Regions from separate parts of the Danio rerio genome. Here region 2 is linked to region 1. The links are chromatin contacts, called in public Micro-C maps. All regions are on one chromosome and are shown on one strand. The core of a region is the stretch at or near the end of the contact, and the rest is flanking DNA. Distances in the headings are between cores, read along the strand shown.

Region 1 (4,129 bases), core at 1,436-3,935:
CAGCTGATCTCATGGATTGTACAGCTGACTGCTTCCTCTTTCAACAAACATTCTACAGTCAAATGCTCAGAGGGAAATAAAATAAACATAGTCTTCTGATGCAATCCAGGATGCCCTTACAAATAAACCTTCTCTTGACACTGGCTCTGTACAGAGACCAAAGTTACTACAGTTTAGCATTTTTTTTTTGAGTTAGGTTTTATTTTTTTAATCGGTGTAAATTTCTGTTTACTTTTAATTAGTTTCATTAAATGGTTTTGTTAGTTTAGGTTTTTATTTTGTACACGTTTCTAATTTGTTTTTATATATTTGGTTTTGGTTTTAGTTTTGCCAATTCTGGTTGAGCAGAGCAGAACAGAACACATCTAGAGCCAACCAAAGCAAAGCTTAATGTTTATACAGCTTACATTACCTCTTGTGCAAACCTCTTTGTAAGAAAGTCAAAATAATATGAAGATTTAAGGCAAACTTCATGTTAACCCTTTAACTGCCCCTCCAAAAAGAAAAAAAAAAGTTTGGATTGCATTTCTTAACTTACACAATCAATGCATTTTTTTCAACACATCCCATCATTTCTAAGATATCAACCTCTACCAAATGGTAGATATGTCGGTTCATGGTAAAAGTACCGTAATTATTACATATACTATGAAAAATCTGAAAAAATGATGTGCAAGACAAATGTATTTAAAAACAAAATCAAAATAAAGCATTTTTGAATACTAAATCATCTTTATTTTTTGAAGTATGCTATAACATATTTTAGATTCTCATTTAACACCTTCTCTTGTTTTTTTTTTGTTTTTTTTACAATAAAACCAAAATGAAGTGTAGTATTGCAAAAGGATTATGTTTGTTTGATTTTATTTATTATTATTATTTTTCTAAAGCAACAATGCTGTGTGTGTAAACCATTATTAAAACAGTCAAAATATGGTCAACCATTTGGTAGGCCATGTGTAGTTAAACATGCCTAGTTTACTTTTTTTGTGCAATTTCAGTTAAAGAAAATGTTTTCAGACCAATAGTTTAAATTTTTGATTACTAATAAACTTAACATAGACATAAAGGAGTTGTTTAAAGCAGACAAGTCAAGATAGTTGTGTTTGTCAGCAGACTTTTTAACATAAGGCTACATTCACACTTTATGCACATGTGGCCCAAATCAGATTTCTTTGCCCTTTTTTTATGTGACTCTGATTTTTTATTGCCTTGACAGTGTAAGCAGTCAGATTTTTTTCAAATCCCAATTTGTGGCGCTATTATATGTGGCATAAAATTTGATACATTTTTGATGTTTTGCAGTGCCACTGAAGTGTGAACAGTTCTGTCAGCATTCATGTGACTCTTACATCATTTTCGATCAACACTGGCACTTACTACAAAATTTCCTCCTTTTCAGTGACTGCTCATTACCCCTTGATGAGTTCACTACACCAAAATGATCAGTGTTGTTCTCTGGAGTGTACGATTATATTGGCATGATTTGAATGTTCAGTGCAGTGGTTAATCAGCTACTAAACTTAAATCTGCTTTCCCGTGAAGGCTGGTAGTGAGCCAGAGAAACTTATCAGTGTTTTTTTTTCACATAACACCTATTTTAGGTTTCAGATATTAAAAATCCACATTAGTGGCCATTAGGAGCCTTGCGGTTAGCATGGTGACTAAGGTGCTTGAGGCGAATTGCTGACTTGAGGTCTTTTGCCGATACTGTTCCCTGTTTGCCGCCTACACTATCTACTGTCCTGTCAAAAGTTAAGGGTATTGACCTTATTCTTCAATGCGGAAGTGTGCTCGTTTTTGCGATTGTTTTAGAACTTCCGATTCAGCTGCCTATGGGAGAAATGACTAGGAATAATAAGCGTCAGAAAATGGTCAAATTACTTGCTCTACAAACAAGTGTTTGCATGACTATACAGACAAAGTAGAATAATATAATAAGAAAATATCAGTTTGCAACACCAAGCAGCAAAACGAGCTGTTTTTAACATCTAAAAATGAATGTCCTCTGGTATATGGAGAATAAGGTGAATAAAAAACCTAAAATGTATATTTTTAAAAATGCACATTAGTACATTAGTAAAAACGGCAATAATAGTCATATTAATCATATTCTGACTATGATCCATATACACATCAAACAGTATGTGATGCTTTTGACAGCATGTGATGCTTCAAATGAGCAGGTTTAGTGCTTGATTAAATAAATGATATATGTTCATAATGAAGAAGATTTGAGATTTCCGGAATGACAAAGGTCTTTAATTCCAATGATCAAGGCCATTTTTTTTCTCACGCCAGTGACCCCTGAATTTACTGGATTTGGTTGGGCCTGTTAGCTGTTCAACATACAGGGCCATTGTGCTTTGGGAATCCCTAGTTCAAGTCCTGGCTTGTAGACCTTTTCCGATGTCATTACCCTCCTCTCTTTCTCTTACTTTTCTTCCTGTCAAATAATAAATACAATCCTGTCTTAATACACCCGAAAAACGTATTAAAAAACACAGTAGAGACACAGACAGATTGTGAAATTAAAAAACGAACAAGTGCTACTGCCGTTTTAAACATTTCCCTAATCTTATAATTGGCTTCAGGATGTTAAAATAAACTTTGTTTTATTACTCAGTCCATAGTGTCTGTTTGTGTAGCGATTACGTCATCAGTGCTTCAGGTTACACCAGTAAAGATCATATTTCTTTTATAGCCAGCTTGAGACCACTCCCCATGCCAGATCTGCTGGCTGTAGGACATTTACGCTTAAATTAGTTAGTGTGGATACATTTATTGACAAGATTATATTTTAAATATATATTTTAATATAGGGCAACACTGTGGCTCAGTGATTAACACTGTCACCTCACAGCGCGACGGTCGCTGGTTTGAGTCTTAACTGAGTCAGTTGGCATTTCTGTGTGGAGTTTGCATGTTCTCCCTGTGATCGCGTGGGTTTCCTCCGGGTGCTCTGGTTTCCCCCACAGTTCAAAGACATGCGGTACAGGTGAATTGAATAAACTAAATTGACCGTAGTGTATGAATGTGAATGATTGTTTATGGATGTTTCCCAGTACTGGGTTTCAGCTGAAAGGGCATCCGCTATGTAAAACATATGCTGGATAAGTCTGCGGTTCATTCTGCAATCGTGACCCCTAATGAATAAAGTGACTAAGCTGAAGGAAAATAGAATTAATGAATTTTAATATAGTATATGTAAATTTAGCATATTAATTGCAGTCGTTTTTATTGAAGTGAAAGTAAGCTTTTACAGTCAAGTTATATCTTGGATAGTTGAATTATACTTTACACTTGGAACAAGATAAATGCTGTTTGATGCACAAAATTGAAGTATTTAACAAAATCTGGCACCCTTTCTTGGTGTCTTAATGGAAACACTATGGGATAATGTATCATTTTTTGTGCATTGTAAAATAAGTCTTTATCATACGTTTTATTTTATTGTAAATGGGTCTGGTAGGGAATGATTGGTGATGTAGGTTTTTTATTATAATTTTTTTGTCTTTTGTCTATAATTTTTATTTTGATTGCTTTTCCTGTATTCGTATAGTTAGGACAATCGGAATTATTAGACCCTTTAAGCTATATATTTTTTTGATAGTCAACAGAACAAACCATCATTATTCAATAACTTGCCTAATTACCCTAACCTGCCCAATTAACCTAGTTAAGCTTGTGTCAAAATTATTAGCACCCCTTCATTTTTTTATTTTTTTTTAAATATTTCCCAAATATTGTTTAACAGAGCAAGCAAATTTTTTTTTCTGATAATATTTTTTTCTCCTGGAGAAAGTCTTATTTGTTTTATTTTGGCTAGAATAAAAACAGTTTTAATTTTTAAGGACAAAATTATTAGCCTCTTTAAGCTATATTCTTTTGGATAGTCTACAAACCATGATTATACAATAACTTGCCTAATAATGTAGTTAAGCCTTTAAATGTCACTTTAAGCTGTATAGAAGTGTCCTGAAAAATATTTAGTAAAATATTATTTACTGTCATTGTGACAAAGATAAAATAAATCAGTTATTAGAAATGAGTTATTAAAACTATTGTTTAAAAATATGTGTGTGTGTGTGTGTGTGTGTGTGTGTGTGTGTGTGTGTGTGTGTGTGTG
Region 2 (4,129 bases), core at 884-3,383, 150 kb before region 1:
CTTAGACTCATAAAAACTGTTGCTCTTTTATCACTTACATTTACTATCCTCTACCTCTGTTCATTTAACTTAAAGATTACAAAAATATAGACATAACACAATGGATTACATTTTCATTCCAAAAAAAAATTGAAGCCACCATAACTACCAAATAAATGTACAAAATTCCTAAATGATTACATGTAAATCACATTTCACATTTCTGGGTTTCTCAGCAGCATAAGTATTTTTTTTGCAATCCCATTTGCTGATATAATAAAAGAAAAACACCACGATGGTGTTATAAAGACTTTCAGAGAAAGGGGGAAAATAGTGTGAGACTGATGACAACAAACAAATTTACTCTCAGCCCGATAGATGCTGCATTACAATCGTCTCACATAAGTAGTAATTCGTTTTTTGTAATTTGATACAAAGATGATATATAATACATAAATAAATGCATATAAATCTTCATACATTTTTCAATTTATATATAAAATATGTATCGTTTACGTATTGAGCATTTATGTTTTTTAAATATTAAAATCCTTCAAGGATTCAATTCTTGGTCAAAACTTCTTTACACCACTGCAGAGTTTTTGCCGTTTTTAATGACTATATTTTATATTGTGACATGAAATATTCTTATAAAAGCATTCAAGTTGCAAATGATAACATCGTCAGCATGTTTTGTTCTTTTTAATTATTATTTTGAACTTCAAACACTGAAACATTAAACATTCATCAGACAACATTTTTATTTGCATTCATTTTTTTCAGTAGTTAAAATATGTTTATTTGTTTATTCAAAAGAACTTAAAATGATAATTTAATAACTTTATTGTGCAAAAGTTTATTTATTTTATAAATGTACACACGAACATGTCTTTAATTCATTTTAGCTTTAGATGAAACAAACAAATTACTTTAGGCTGTAATTGATGCAAAAGATTCAATTATTTGCAGAATGACTCAATATTCTTACCAAAGCATTACATTTATGGAAACAGTTTATATTATTTTGTTGATTATTAATTAATTCATGAATTTATTTATTTGTTTTTTGTTTAGTTTAATGACAGAGACATTGAAAAATTTTACATTCTTCAATCAAAATTTACATTTGCATCATTTTTTGCAGAAATACAACATTTTGCACTCAATGATTTAGTATTTCTCTTTGAATAATAATTTTATTAATAGCTTGATTGTGCTCTGGGTTATTTAGGTATAAACAAACAGTAAAGTATCCCTTTAATGAATTTTAGATTAACATTGTTTTTTATTATTATTCTAGCTTTTTTTACATTTTAATTTTGCAATTGTATTTTTTGCAAAAAAAATTGTTATTCTATCATTTATTTTTTATTAACTTATTTATTTTTTTATGTAGAGTACAATTGTCCTTACCATACATTGTTTTTTCACACCTATATTTGATTTGATTACTTTATGCTTGTCTTATGTAAGACCTACTTTGTTTGTATATTTCTTAGGATAAAAAATGCAAATCATTTCTGGGCTATTCAGTTATTTCGGACAGATACTGTTCAATGTATAACCTCAATTAATCCTCACCATCATCATCATCAATGCCGCATTGATGATGAAGACGAAGATCAATAGAAAAACCATTAAACCGTATCTTTCTGATGCTATCAATTCAAGCCCATCACGCGTTTCCTTCACAATTTCCTCCTTATTAAATTAGCATTCCGACAGTGTAATTTAGATTTAACACGACTCCAGCTTCTGACTACTGATTTGCGACAAATCCAGCACTGGAATGTTTTCGGTATGGAGTGTGCAGAACAGAAGAATGCTTCAGCTACTCCCACTTCTAGGAGATCCAATCCGAAACGACCAGCTGTTTCAAGGCGCCCCTCAGAGTCCGTCCAAAGCAAAACAATACACGGAAAAACATAAAAATCGTCGATGTTCGCCTATTTTAGCGTTTTATCTTCTTAAACGGCACATCTGATCGTATTGGTGGTGTCTTTTCCCGAAATACTGTTTTGGAAATAGCCCAGCTACGGGGTTGTTTATCTGTAGTAAGGGGAACTTGAAACCGTCCCTGCCCCATGTCCTCGGTTGTTTTTCTTCTTTCGCCTGGATTCTCCATGTTGTTGGAGAAAAAGTGAGGGCTTTACCTAGACTAGAGGGGGCTATGGATAAATATACAAGCGATAAAGTAAACCGAGACGCGAAGCCTAGAAAATAGCAGATAAGAAAAAACACAACAAAGTGTCATGCCCCTCCCATGTGGAAGAGAATAGAAGGCGGGAATAAATAAATATCAAAATAATTTGTCGCTGTAGGTTTGAGATTGTTTGCGCCAACGGAAATTATTCATTTCAAGCCTCGCTAGCTTTTAATGCCACTAAATGCGGACCGACTGTTTGTCGCTGGAAAAGGTTGGTTGGACGTTGAGGGCTGTGCGTTTGTTAGATGGAAAGTTCTATCATCACTCAAGTGCAGAGAGAGGATACTCGGTTGTCTTCGAAAACAGGTAGGCAAAGCTCTGTCACTTGCTAAACGGCGCTGTCAACTCTTTCTGATCGCGCATTTTCTGTCTGCCATTTTCGCGTCACTCTCTTCGATGTGCGATTCGAACTCGTTCGATGCTCTCGCGGTGACAGTTATTTGTCATATCGTGCTGACTGACATGTCAGTTCTGAGCGGAATTCGTTAAGTTCCGACCGTTGGAACTTAACGAAGAATTTCGCTTCGTATGACGAAATACGCGCTTTCTTTTGTTTGTGGCTTAAATCTGTGCCTAACTTAATTTGTATTATTTACACGCTTTTCCGTTGCAGTCAAGCATTGCTGAATGTTTACGTAATGTGATCAGTTTTAAAAGGATTTCTAAAAGACGACACTGCTTTTCTCTCTGTTAAAATTGTGTTTTTCTATTAATTTGGGAACATTGTGTAATGTGTAATTAATTATGTATTTATTAATTTAAATAATTATATATGTTTAATTATATACTCTAGCTCCTTTACACAATGAATACAATTTGGCACTTGAAAACATACTGTAAGCAATGCTGCGAATATATTTGGTGTTGTTTCCTCATTTGTGAGCGTCTTGGTTAATGTATAATTTAAGCGACATCTTGTTTTAACGTTATGCAGATTGTGATGTAAAACATTTCCTTTTTAATTGACTTAACTTACTTACACTCGCGAATGTCACACTCTAACCGAAGAGAAACTAGGTGAAATATCGAGCTAAAATGTGGAAAAACACGGGCCTAATGGAGAGCGCAAGGTGCCGCGCTGGAATGCACAACACACCCCTCGGCACACGCCCTCCATCTGCCGCGACGAGCTCACGTTTAAACCTCAACGGTTCACGAAGGCCTTTTCTAGACGTTTAACGAGTAAAATGTCGCGCTGTTACGCAGAAAATTGCATAGTAACTATGTTGTAACCCTTTACTTACTACCTGATGGGCCAGTGTGTGTCCTCATGGTGTTTTGGTGTGCAGTTGGGACTGGTGTTTATCGTGTGTTGTAAATATGCGCAGAGCTGCGCGCTTATTATAGAGCTGACGCAAACGCCTTGTAAACACCGGTCCTTCTAGTGTGACTCTACAGCACTGGTGTCAATTAGGCTATTATTACAGATGTTTACGATCTCTGTATTCGTGACTTACGAGCAGCCATAATGTTGGGAAAACAGCCAAGTCGAGTGTGCACAAATTCCTTGAAGACCCCTTGAACTCGCTTCATATTTGCTGGCATGCAGTGCAATGTGTGACTTTTTGTATTTGTGACAGTCTCAGAAATGAGGATGTGAATTGGTGCAGTAGTTATGTGTAATATTGTTCAATCAATTTGATTTGTGTATATGTGTTAAAATATATGTGCAAATCATACAGTAGACTGTGTAAGAGAATATTTGTCTTATGATGAGTGAAAATCATTTTTTTTTATTATTCAGTAAAACAGATGGTGTAACCAAGTCAAAGCATCAAATTGTTTATTTTCACCTCACATACGTGAGTGTATTTAACAATATTTTCTTGTTTTCCCAATTTGAGAATGTGATGTATTTTTTTAGTTACAAATATCAAAGGTGCTTAAAATTAAAAGATATCTAGTATTTTTAGCAAACTAAATGGCTGTGATTTACAGTCATCA

Evidence for each region. A called contact is a pair of places that touch in the nucleus more often than the background predicts.
Region 2: a contact with region 1 is called in a Micro-C map of caudal fin, with 2.7 times the contacts expected there. The contact joins the promoter of ctdsp2 here to the enhancer-like site in region 1. A contact is called at or near these places in 2 of 18 Hi-C or Micro-C datasets (caudal fin and embryo).

Annotation. Positions count from the first base shown.
Region 1 is chr23:27,470,922-27,475,050 of GRCz12tu, reverse strand. The region is part of intron 15 of atp13a2 (ATPase cation transporting 13A2); the gene reads left to right. Among named protein-coding and RNA genes, the nearest start is that of atp13a2, 12 kb to the left of the region's middle. Within about 2 kb of position 2,685, at least 3 of the 62 cell types and tissues checked have an H3K27ac peak or open chromatin away from gene starts, as enhancers often do. A contact at or near this core is called in caudal fin, where this site is marked.
Region 2 is chr23:27,622,315-27,626,443 of GRCz12tu, reverse strand. It overlaps ctdsp2 (CTD (carboxy-terminal domain, RNA polymerase II, polypeptide A) small phosphatase 2), which reads left to right and starts at 2,133. Exons shown (of 7, transcript NM_199544.1): 1 at 2,133-2,491. The coding sequence starts at 2,431.